Linked DNA regions of Macaca mulatta: region 2 is linked to region 1. The links are chromatin contacts, called in public Micro-C maps. All regions are on one chromosome and are shown on one strand. The core of a region is the stretch at or near the end of the contact, and the rest is flanking DNA. Distances in the headings are between cores, read along the strand shown.

The links. A called contact is a pair of places that touch in the nucleus more often than the background predicts.
Region 2: a Micro-C map of CD4 T cells shows a contact between it and region 1, with 5 times the contacts expected there. The contact joins the promoter of GDI2 here to the promoter of TASOR2 in region 1. A contact is called at or near these places in 2 of 14 Hi-C or Micro-C datasets (CD4 T cells and cortical neurons).

Annotation. Positions count from the first base shown.
Region 1 is chr9:7,240,839-7,246,857 of T2T-MMU8v2.0, reverse strand. It overlaps TASOR2 (transcription activation suppressor family member 2), which reads right to left and starts at 1,681. Exons shown (of 24, transcript XM_077945678.1): 1 at 1,344-1,681.
Region 2 is chr9:7,369,720-7,376,419 of T2T-MMU8v2.0, reverse strand. GDI2 (GDP dissociation inhibitor 2) reads left to right here and starts at 2,081. Exons shown (of 11, transcript NM_001258168.1): 1 at 2,081-2,303. The coding sequence starts at 2,259. It overlaps LOC107000022 (a long non-coding RNA gene), which reads right to left and starts at 1,891. Exons shown (of 2, transcript XR_001446964.3): 1 at 1,532-1,891; 2 at 806-1,288.

The DNA of each region.
Region 1 (6,019 bases), core at 432-2,931:
ATTATCCAGCACTCGCATAAAGAATCAATTCTACAGAAATACTATCATGACCACCTGAAGCACTGTCTATAACGGCAAGAGATAATCACTGCAGTATTGTCAGTTATAGGGATATCTTGAAAATAACTTGAATGTCTACCAATAGAAGAAGATTCACTTGATAAATACATGCCGTATCGATCTATTTTTACTAAATAGATATACTGTATTTAACAAACACCATGTCTCAGTCAAGTTCTTAGGCACTTCACCGATTTTAACCCATTTTAACAACTATGTTTGGACCACAGGAGATGCTTATAACCTCCCTTTAAAGAAAATTAGTTACATTTGGGCAAATGTTCTGTATACACAAAATTTCGAATATACCGTCTTTGTCTTCCTTAAAGTAACTGTGGACTTTCTGTCACCCTTTTTCTGGCCTGGCTTAGTTATTTATTGATGTACAGTACTGGACATACTGCATACAGCCAGCCATTCCTATAAGGCAGTTTTTCAACACAAGGGTATTCTTGCCCCATTAGGGGACACTGCTTTGTTACAAACCTCCTAGGCAGGATTACCGCCAGGCTCACCCCTAGTTTTATTCAGGGAACACTGTAGACTCTCGGATCGCGAAAGCTATTCCAATAATAGCATACAGTTGTATGCCACATATTTAAGTTTTGGATACACTTTCATAAACTTTACTACTCTAATTTTACCTTACAGGGAGAATAAGGAAGAGTAAGCGATTAAGAGAAACTGGAGAATTCCCAAAGTAATCTTCCTCAAAATTTCAGAGTCATCAACCCAGTTCTCCCACGAAACGCTGCCTGGCGCCGCCTTCAGACAAACTTCTGGGCTGCTCGGACCAAGTTCTCCTAACGCTCCTGCACGGCTGGGGTTTGCTGCTAAAATGACCCTCCCTACGGAGAGACCTGTTTTACCCTCTAAAGAAAAAGTGGCGCATTGCCATGAAGAACCCGCAGGAAATGATTTCCCAGCCGGTGCAAACCCGAAGACCGAAACTTCAGCCAAGAACTTATCATCATATCCCTGAGGACGAAGCTGTCCCCCGACAGCCGACGCAAACGAAACGCCTCAAAAAGGGGCAAGACGACAGGGTTACGACCTCTCTGCCGCCGACACCGAGCGCGGCCACAAGTTGTAGCGCAGGACAGAAGGTCGACTCATCTAGAAGGCGCCGACCCCTCCCACCCCCTCACCTGGAGCGCCGCAAAAGATGAGGAGAACGCGCCGACCCTCGCAGCCAAGCCCCGGCAGCTGCCCGAGCGCTCAGCCTCGGAGACCGCCGTCCTCCTCGCAGGGTTCCCGGGCGCCCAGGCCGGGGAGGGACTTACCCGTGCTTGGCTTGGCCGCCGCCCCCGAGGACCTGAGATCCCGGCTTGGCCTCCTTCCCATGCTTCTCCCGGCCGTGCTCTGCGTCCTCCCCGGCCCTCGCGACACCTGCGCACGTGGGAAGCACCAGTCGCCGGCTCCGCGCTCCCGCAGGGAGCCCCCTCAGGGGCACGCCGTCCGCCCCGGCCCCGGGGTCCTCGCCGCGGGCGCTGACAGGGACGCCACGCCTGTCCGCGCTCTGTCTCCCGTCAGGGTCTCAGGCGAGAGGCAACCCCGGGACGCCCGGCAGCCTGCGAGAACATGTCGACTTTCTCGCTGACCGGCGCTAGCCACCGGAAGTAAAACCTCGCGGCCAAAGGAAAAGAAAAGGGGAGAGGGGGCAAAAAAAGAAAGTGAAAACTGAAGTGAGGCGTCCCCCTCAGAGATGGGAACCAATCGCCTGGAAGAAACCAAGGCGCAGGCGCGGACCGAGGTCAGCGTCCACGCGGCGCTCGCGTCTCCCCTCTGCGCAGGCGTAAGGCCACAGCTCGCTCCTGATTGGGCCCCGATCCCTGCGAACGCGTGGCGTCTCGCGATGGCGACCCCTAACCGGATGCGGAAGATGCCCTTGGGAAGAGGCGGGAGAGGACCTCTGGGCTGACCTAGCGTGCTCTGGCAGTGGTCCACGTGGTCGCCCTCAGGCGCCTTCGCCGCTGTCTGCGTTTCCCTCTGTTGCTTCTGCTGCTGCTGCAAGAACAGTTGATTTGTCTGGCCCAAATGCAACATTTCCGAAATCTTGCCCTTGTTTTAATCCATATAGCGGGCGTGGCTGTTACCCCTAGGAAAGCACCTCTAGAAATTTATAACACATGCACAGAGAGCTACGGTAACCATAAATAAAGTGACCATCAATAAGTTCAGGTTTATTATCCTTGCCCATGATAAATAGTCATGCAGACATTGCTTAACTGTAGGGACACCTTATGAGAGAGATGCCTCATTAGGCAATTTGGTCCTTGAGTGAACATCATAGAAACCTAGAAGCATAACCTACTACATACTAATGCTATAAGCCATAGCTCATTACTCCTGGCTACAAACCCATGCTATATGTTATTGTACTGAATACTGTAGAAATTATAACACAATGGTAAGTATTTGTATAAGCATATCTAGACATAGAAAAGGTACAATAGAAATACAGTATAAAAGATAATGGTACACCTGTGTAAGGCATTCTCATGAATGGAGCTTGCAGTACTGGCAGTTGCTCTGGGTGAGTCTGTGAGTGAACAGTGAGAATGTAAAGGTCTGGGACATCACTGTACACTCTTGTAGACTTCATAAACTCTGTATACCTAAGCTACATTGAATTTACTTTTTAAAATTCTTTCATAGTTAACCTTAGCTTACTGTAACTTTTTAACTTTTTAAAATGTTTAAAAACTTTTTAAGACTCTTTTGTAATAAGACTTAAACACATTGTACAGCTGCACACAAATATTTTCTTTATATCCTTAATCTGTAAGTTTTTTTTCTATTTTTTTAATTTTTAATTTACTTTTTAAACTTTTTTTGTTAAAAACTAAGACACAAACACACATTAGCCTAGGCCTACACAGCATCTGGAGAGTCGATATCATTGTCTTCGCCTCCATTTTGTCCCATTGGAGGGTCTTCAAGGGCAACTACATGCATGGAGTTGTCATCTTTTATGATAACAATGCTTTCTTCTGGATACTTTTTGAAGAACCTGCCTGAGGTTGTTTTACAATTAACTTAAAAAAAAAAAAAAAAGGAGTACATTCTAAACGATAAAAGTATAGTAAATAAATAAGCCAGTAACATAGTCTGTGATCATGATCAAGTATTATGCACTGTACATAACTGTGTATGCTATACTTTTTTTTTTTTTTTTGGAGACTCAGTCTCACTCTGTCACCAGGGCTGGAGTTCGGTGGCATGATCTCAGTTCATTGCAACCTCCACCTCCCAGGTTCAAGCGGTTTTCCTGCCTCAGCCTCCCAAGTAGCTGGGATTATAGGCACCCACCACCACACCCAGCTAATTTTTGTATTTTTAGTAGAGACAAGGTTTTGACATGTTGATTAGGCTGGTCTTAACTCCTGACCTCAGGTCATCTGCTCACCTTGGCCTCCCAAAGTGCTGGGATTATAGTGTGAGCCACTGCGCCTGGTCATGTGTGCTGTACTTTTATGTGACTGGCAGTGCAGCAGATTCATTTACACCAGCATCACCTCAAACACATGAGTAATGTGTTTTATGAAAATAAGATGGCTACAACATCACTAGGCAATAGAACTTTTCAGCTCTATTATAATCATATAAGATAACTGTTGGATATGTGGTCTCTTGTTAACTGAAACATTAAGTGACATATGACTGTACCAATGAGAGAGATTAAGTGCTAATGAACATGTATCATGAGTCAAGCACCGTTCTGGTAATACGAAGAGATTCAGTCATTGTGTTTACTGTTTACCGTAACCAGGTGCTGTAATAGACACTGGTTTTACAATCATGAACAAGATAGATAAGGACCCTGCCCATTATGGAATTTATTGCAGAGGTGAGTCACAAACACAGGTAAATCACCGCCATGACAAAATAGAATTTCAGATAATAATACATGCCATGAAAACTCACTGGAAATGCTAGTGGATGGGACTGGGGGCTGGAGGCCAAGGACGGAAGCAGTAGAACTACAAGATCTTACTGAAATGGGCACATTTGAGGTCAAACCCTAAAGATCAAAACTGATAGAACCAAAGCCTGGAATACATGGAGGAAGAGCTTTCCAGGCAGAAGGAAAAGCAAGTGCAAAGGACTTGAAAAGTGAAATCAAACCTATTCAAGAACAGAAGAAGGCTGACTGTGGAAGTAGGGAGTGAAATATAACTATTTTAATAGTGTACAAAACCAGAATGTACAACTCCATGATTTATCACAAGGCAAATATTCATGAAACCAACACCCCCATCAAGAAATAGAACATTGCCAGTACCTCACCCCTCTTCCCTAGCCTAAGCACTATTCTGACTTCCATGGTAATCTCTTCTTTGCTTTTAAAATTAAGTTTGCCAACTAAATAGGCACTCTGAAACTTTATCATTTAGTTTGCTTGTGGTTTGAACTGTATATAAAGTGAATGATTTTGTGCCTGCTTGTGAGACTCACTATGTTTTTGGGTGTACTTGTTCTTTCATTTTCATTGCTGTATATGTAGGTGTGAATGTAACACATTTGCTTTACCCATTGTATTATTGATGGATATTTGGGCTGTGTCCAGTTCTTGGCTATTATAAATAATACTTTTGTGATCATTCTCGTTTGTATCTCTTGGTGTACATGGGCACTCATTTCTGTTGGATGAAAACCTAGGATTGGGATTTTGGAATGCTAGACATGATCATTTGGATTTTTGTTTCTGCAAATATTTATGACCTTATTCCCCACAGTTGGCCAAGTTTCCTTCTCTACTTCATTGATGTTGGGCTTGGTCTAAGTGAGGTCTTTTGGCTGATAGAATATTAGCAGACATGATGCAGCAGGATTCTTAAGTGTGCTCATGCTATTTGAGTTGGCTCTTGTGCTCAGGTGATTCATATGGGGAGAAAATATCTCAGGTAGCCGTTGTCTCCTCAGCCTGAGTCTCCAGAACAAACCTATGTGGAATAGATGTGACACCAACCCACAGTCCAACACACTTTGGATTAGCAGAGCCTTAGACATCCTGAAGATCAAGGAGTCTGAGAGTTAATGCTGTTATCACAAGCTAACCGACTTTGGGGTGATTTATTATAGGGCATTATGGTGGCAATAACAAGGGCATATGTTCAACTTTAGCAGATAATTTCAAACTTTTTGCAAGCTGGTTTTACTAAGTTATACAGTTCCACAAAGATAATTCTAGTTTGTCTACATCTTTGCCAACACTTTTGAATTGTAGCCACTCTGAAGGGTGTGTCAAGGTTTGAATTTGCATAGTATCCAATGTTTTTCTTTTTCAAGTGTGTTTTGGCTATTCTAAGTCTTTTGTTTTCTTTTTTTTTTTTTTTGAGACGGAATATCACTCTTGTTGCCCAGCCTAGAGTGCAGTGATGCAAGCTTGGCTCACTACAACCTCTGCCCCCCAACCCCCAACCCCCTATTCAAGCAATTCTCCTGCTTCAGCCTCCCTAGTAACTGGGATTACAGGCATCTGCCACCACGCCTGGCTAATTTTTTACATTTTTAGTAGAGATGGGGTTTCACCATTTTGGCCAGGCTGGTCTCAAACTCCTGACCTCAGGTGATCCATCCGCCTCTGCCTCCCAGAGTGCTAGGATTACAGGCATGAGCCACTGCACCCAGCCCGTCTATTCTAAGTCTTTTAAATTTCTGTATACATTTTAGAACCAGCTTATTTTCTACCACAAAAACAACCTGTTGGGATTTTGGTTGGGATTGTGTTGAATGTACATATCTATCTGGGGGAGAATTAACATCTTATTAATTGTCAAATTCTACTTATTCAGGTCTTTAAAGACTTCCTTCAGCAATATTTATAGTTTTCAGTGTACAGCTCTTGTACATATTTTGTCATATTTATCTCTTGTTTTTGATGTTATTCTAAATAAAATTTTTGCAATAATTTGTTGCTAGTATATAGAAATAAAATTGATATTTCCATATTAAC
Region 2 (6,700 bases), core at 832-3,331, 130 kb before region 1:
GATTACAGGCGTGAGCCATCGTGCCCAACCTCCAGCTAATTTATAGGGACGGTGTCTCAGTTTGTTACCTACGCTGTACACCACAGGTTGGTTTTGAACTCCTGGCCCCAAGTGATCCTCCCATCTCAGCCTCCCGAAGTGTTGGGATTACAGGCGTGAACCACTGTGTGTGGCCCAAGTACAGCATTTTAGATGCACTCAGTCCGTTAAGGCTCAGTCCAGGTTTGATTGTTGTCCTTCTGTTGGGCCATAGGTTCTATACTGCCAACTAAAATGAACTTCAGTGTTAAGTAAGGAAGGGATCCTTATTAGCCTTAAATTGACTTCCCTTATCTCAGTGTCTTTAAGTTTCTCAGAACTCTGAGTATTGATGAAACAGTCTTCACCTGAAATATGGTTAACATAATTCAGTTGACATCCTTAAATTTCTCTTCAACAGTCAGAGGCTGATGGCAATTGTGATAAAAGCTCTTTATTGTTATTGCTAATTAAAAAAAAAAGGGTCAGTAGGCAGGTGTGGTGGCCTGTACCTCTTGTCCCTGCTACTCGGGAGACTGAGGTGGGAGGATGGCTTCAGCCCAGGAGATCAAGGCTGCAGTGAGGCATGATTGCACTGCTGCACTCCAGCCTGGACGACAGGGCGAGATCGTCTCAGGGGAAAAAAAAAAAAAAAGGTATTTCATATTGGTCCAAAAATACAGGTAGTGTATAGTATGACCCCCTGATGACTTGAAGACAGAGCAACAGAAGGACTTTCTTTAGTCATCATTAGCTTAGCCAAAAGAAAAGTCAGTTACACTCACTGTTGCATAATCAGTTGTATGGTCAACTTTGCACTAATTTATTTGGTGACAAATATACACAATCAAATTAAGGTTGAATATAAATTTAAACTTTACTTTTGCTTTCTTCTCCCCTCCCCTTGCAAAAGGTCCATGGTCCAATATAACACATCTTCTCCAAGTATTTACGGGTTAAGAAACATTTTTAAAAGTTGTTACATTCTCTCCTCAATCTTGATGATTTAAATATGAGCAAGTTCGGTCTATCAAGGCAGGCTCATGATAGCTATTACCGAGAAGTATTTGAGTAGTTCTTGAATGCCAAATCTTCATTGTCTGCTGACTATGCAGATTTATCACGTGCTGAAAACACAGGTTTTCCAACTGTCATCGCCTTTAGGAAATTCACCTGCCTAGGCTTTCGTGGGATTTGCCTCTTGGAGCTGAGAACACAGCTTCTGCTTACACCCGTGTCCTCAATGAAGTTAGAGATTCCTAAGAGAATTCTAGAAAAAGAGGAGGGGGTTAAAAGGCAAGCAAGGTACAGTTTCTAAGCTTAGGGCCTAAACCTTTGCATCCAAGGATCAGCTACCACGTTTACAGTGGCTTTAAGTTATAGCCCTGGGTAAGTGCGGATCGGCTTCCCAATGAAACCTGGCCTTCACTTTCATCTCCGTTAAGGGTTCCTTTTAGCAAAAGAAGCCGCTTTTCCTCCTACCACTTTCCTAAAGCGCCCACCGGCAACGCACCAAACAGGGAAGGCACAGAGCGGGAAACAGGACACGTGTGATTTCCGAACTCTTCCCGGCGGGCTCCGGGCCCCGGCGAGCCCAGCCCCGCGGGAGGAACCAAGGCCGCTACCCGCGAGAGGCGGCCGGACCCACGTTCCTCGCCCACGTGGCCGCCGCAAGCACCCGCTCAAAGTCCAAGGACGGCGGTCCGGCTCTGGGACCTTGGACCGAGCGAGCTCCCGCCCCGACGGCGGGAGTCAGAACCGTGGTGGCCGGCAGTACTCCCCTCCCGCGGTCCCGTGCGCCTCCACCCCGGTCCACGCGCCGCCTCCCAGACCCCGGTGGCAGAAACCGCAAAGGGAACCGGAAGCCAAAATGGCGACGCCCCTCCCTTTTCCTCTCGCGAGAGGCGGGGAAGAAAAAAAGTTGGGCGAGTGACGGGGACAAAACCAATTAGAGTGCCGGAAGCGCCTGATTGGCGGCCCTCCCGGCGCCTGCAGGCCCCGCCCCGGCTGCGGAGGCTCAGTCACCGCCCTCCCCTCCCTGCCCCCTCCCCTTTTCTCCCCGCCCGGTTCTTCGCTTCCCGTCTGAGGTGGCGGCAGGTCTCGCCTTGTCGCCAGCTCCATTTTCCTCTCCTCTCTTCCCGTTTCCTTCGCGCCCGAGAGCGCCTCCCAGCCTCGTAGGGTGGTCACCGAGCCCCTGCGCCTTTTCCTTTCTCTGGTTCTGCGTCCGCCACTGCCCCGCCATGAATGAGGAGTACGACGTGATCGTGCTGGGCACTGGCCTGACGGTGGGCGCCGGGGCTGAGGGGCCGGGGTTGAGCAGCCGGGGCGGGCGCATCCCCGGCTCCTGCACGGCCCGCGGGTCGCAGCTCCTGGGGGGTTTCGTTCTGCAGTCAGCCGTGGTTTTCGGGACGGGAGTCGTGGCTGGGGGCACGGGCGGGTTTGGGGGCGCCCCGCGTCCCGGGACGATCGGGCGACTCCCAGTGTGAGGGGCAGGCGGGGAAATGGAGATGCGGGCCGCGAGGCTCCGGGCGGGGTAACGGCGGAGCCCGGCCGCTGCGCTTCCCCCTTGCGGAAGCGGAGTGGAGGGAGAAGGCGGCCCGGGCCGAGGCTCCCGCTCCCCACTTTGGGCCAGTGACCTCTCCGGGTTGGAAACTAGCACCCGAGGCGGAGGGGACGGTGCAGGCCTCGCGGTTGCATTTCCTATTCCGCCTCGGCCGCTTCCCCGGGTCTGTCTGGCTGCCAAAGCCGAGCACGGGGTTTCCTGACAAGTCTTGGATAATCACTGCTTCGGAACTGCTAGGGCTTGATTAACTTATATTTTTGGAGAAAAGGCAGAAATTAGGCTTTTAATCCTTTCTCCCCCCTGCTAATAAGAAGTATTATTGAATCTTTTTAGCCACCCTCCCTTCCCACTTACCGAGCATCTGTAGAATTGGAATTGAGTTTTTTCAAAACTTGTCTATCAAATGCTTTCGCACCTGACCTTCGCCGCCTTTTCCTTTTGTTTGGTGGGTTCCCTGCCTCCTTTGTCTCTTCTGGACTCTTTTCCCCTAAGAATTGGATTGGTGATGGATTGCTAAAGGCCAAGTTCTCTGTACTCCGAAGCTTTCTTCAGGGAGTTGGAAGATAAATCAGTAACAACATGAAGAATGCATTGTAGTATATATATGAATGCAAGGTGTACCTAATACCATGGTATATTGATTTTCCTGGTTATGTGTCTGCTTAGAGAGCTTTAGGTTAACTGTAGATAATGCAGGCAGGTTCTGTAGTTTGTACTTTTTCTGTTTTTTTTTTTTTTTTTTTTTTTTTTTTTTATGAAGACTTCATCTTGCAAAAGAATTTGGAGAAAACCATTTTAACTATCGATTTTTGGGAACTTTGAAATTCTAACTTTGGGCTGCTTGATCATAATTAAGATGAATACTGATGTAAATCTTGTGTATCCTATGTACTCTGACTTTAAATTCCTGTGTCATTTAATGTAGACTTCCACTTCAAATTTTTTGAAATTTATTATAATCTGTCAGGTTCAAACTAATGTTTTTTTTTTTTTTTTTTTTTACAGGTAACGTCCCAAAATAACACTTTTAAATGTCTCTAGTCAAGAAAAAACCTTTGAACTTTTATTTGGCTAATTTTTTAGGAAAGGTTTGTTAAGACTTAGAATGGTGTTTTTCTGGCCTGTCATTTTTCTGTTTATAGTTATATGCAATTATTAGAGAATATTCATTCAGAATACTTTGTTATGTTTGACAAATTCAGGAATAATCCTGTCAATGTCTTTGAAAAGCTGGAAGGCTGTTGGATGCCTAAATGAATAGGCCCTACCCACTGCAGGTTTTGTGCTTTTTTTTTTAAGTGCCTAATTGGGATTCCAAACTGCGCTTAGTAGTTTGTGGTGGATTTTGCCCGTTGGAATGGGTAGTGCTGCTGCCAGCGTGTTGTTAGAGCCGGTTAGTTCCACCGTTTTTCTATGGTTGTTGCTGGTCTTTCAGATTTGCTCACAATCGAGGTCAGTTGAGCATGGACGAGTGAGTGCAAATCCACCATCATGCAGGCTTCCACAAGCCCCATTCACATCACTTTGTATCAAAGATGGTGAAACAGTCTTTTTATATAACAAGTTAAGATAATGCACTTCGTTTAAATTTTCATTTGGATTGTGAACTTTTTGATAAATGGTAGATGCATACTTAACTAGAAATCAGACCAATTTCTGCTGTCATTTTGTAGCTGTGATAACTTTAATCTCTGTTAGCCTGCCTAAGTTTTCTGAGATGTTCTTTGATAATTATATCAATTCAGAAGAATCACATTATTACCATCCTTGATAGGAGTAGTGATGACAGGATGATTTTGATAATGAGAAATCTTATATCCTTATTTTTAGTGTTACCAGGAATTAGATGACTAAAAATTAGAAGAAGAGAAAACCAAAGTTAGCACTCAGAATTAACTTTTGAGTGTCTGGAGTTAAATTAATTTTCTTGAAATTTACTTTATATTTAGTGCCTGAGATTTAAGAACCTAAAAAAAGGCAAGTGCTTTCAGTGCTAGGAACTTGTTACTTTTAAAGAAGTGTAAGGAAGTGCTGGAGTTGCTGTGTTGCTTAGTGCTGCCATTGTTTGTATGAGTTGTTAAGTCCAAGCTCGTAATCACAAATATTGATAGTCATTTTAATCAAGAAGATACAAAATGATTTGGCATAAAGGAGTAAAATCTTCATTCTGTGTGTAAAAGAAATGGAATATTCCACACAATTTAATTTTCTAAGGAATTAAGGGTTATCTCTAAAGAGCACAGCTTTTGGATAATGCCTTTCTAAATGCTGTCACAACTTCTCTAACAAACTAACATAATTTACTTGATAACTAAGATTTCACATAGTGAAGATTAATTATTGTGTTGTGCTGTAACATGGTGAAGCCATGAAGACCCCGCCAGCTTTGTAGGAACTTTTGCCCCCTTTACTCTCAGGCTGCTCTGCTTTTTGAGCTCTTGAGTTTACTCTTCAAATTTTTTCCCTCTGTCTTACTCTACCGTTAGGCTGGCAACTTTTACTTTTCTCCGCTTTCAGCATGTGTGGGCAGCCTCTCACCACATATTTTGCACATAGTTCACTATGGACTTGGAAATAAGTTCACGAGTCTTGTTAGACATAGTAGATTAAAAAAATAAGAATAGTTCCACAGCTATTTGTGCTTCCCAGAGGTTTTTCTCTTTCTGTTTTTTTTTTGTTCTACACAGTAAGGATTTATGAGTAGAAATATATACTTTAGTGATATTTAGCCAGATGATTCTCAGCATCATATGTCTAAAAACTTGCTTTACATCCCAGATACTTTTCCCCATTTCTCTTTATCAAAATTTTGTGATTTCAGATTCAGAGAAGGTTTTATACTTGATTTTAAAATTATGAACTATAATTCAGATTGCCTCTTGGATTTGCTTAATCTTAGATTTGCTCTTTGAGAGTTCTTGCTTATAGCTGTGTTAGAGTTCTGTAGACAAAGGACTTTCTATTCACTACAGTAGTGAGCATAGGATCAATATTTGCAAATGCTATTACACTTGGGAGCTGTGTTGTAGGCAGTTTAAACCAGTGTTAAGCATCCTGGCCAAAAGAAAATACAAGTGAAATTAGACATATTTTAGCATGTAGAGATGACAGTAGTGTGACATTGGGTTTTAAAGACCACTGGTAGATGTTCACATGCGTGATACACTGCAGTTACCTCTGTCTTCCTTCCCATGGTACCTGATTGGAGACTCTTCCTGGAGTAATAGTTTCGGTTTCAGTTATTTAAACTTCCAGTGACTATTGTGATCAGTTATGGGCAGTAAAAAGGTAAACACAGAACCTGTCTATAAGTAGCTTGTTCTCGTGTTGGGGGGTAACTAATAATAATTCGTATGAGAAAGCAGTAAGTCCCCTAAGAGGTGCACTTATGGGAGTTCAGACAGGGAGTCGGGGAAACCTTCATGAAGAAGGAGGTATTTAGCTGGCTTTAAAAAATATTGGCAAGCTTTGAATGGAGGAATGATTTTTTAGGCAGAGACCTGTGTAAGTCAGTGTTAAGTCAAAGATGTATGTAGGGAATGGGGAGTGGTTTATTTTGCTTGAAACAGGTTTGGAGAGAGATTCTAGGCTAAGAAATGTGAAAATTATCTTCAAGGCAGTGAGAGAGGACTTTGAGCAGGAGAGTGATATAATTAGCCACATTTCAAGAGAAGGTATCTTTTGACAGTTTTTTTTTTTTTTTTTTTTTTTGAGATGGAGTCTCGCTCTGTTGCCCAGGCTGGAGTGCAGTGATGTGATCTCGGCTCACTGCAACGTCTGCCTCCCAGGTTCAAGTAGTTCTCCTGCCTCAGCCTTCTAAGTAGCTGGGAATTACAGGTGCCCGTCTCCATGCCCCGCTAATATTTGTATTTTTAGTAGAGACGGGGTTTCACCATATTGGTCAGGCTGGTCTCAAACTCCTGACCTCAGGTGATCCACTTGTCTAGGCCTCCCAAATTGCTGGGATTACAGGTGTGAGCCACGCCTGGCTGACAGTTTTTAATGCGATGTATTGGAGGGGCAGAGTCATTTAAAGAAACATTCTTCATAAAACAAACAGCCATTTTTATTATGTTGTTGATTTAAGATATATGCCATTGAAATGAACTGATTTAAAAT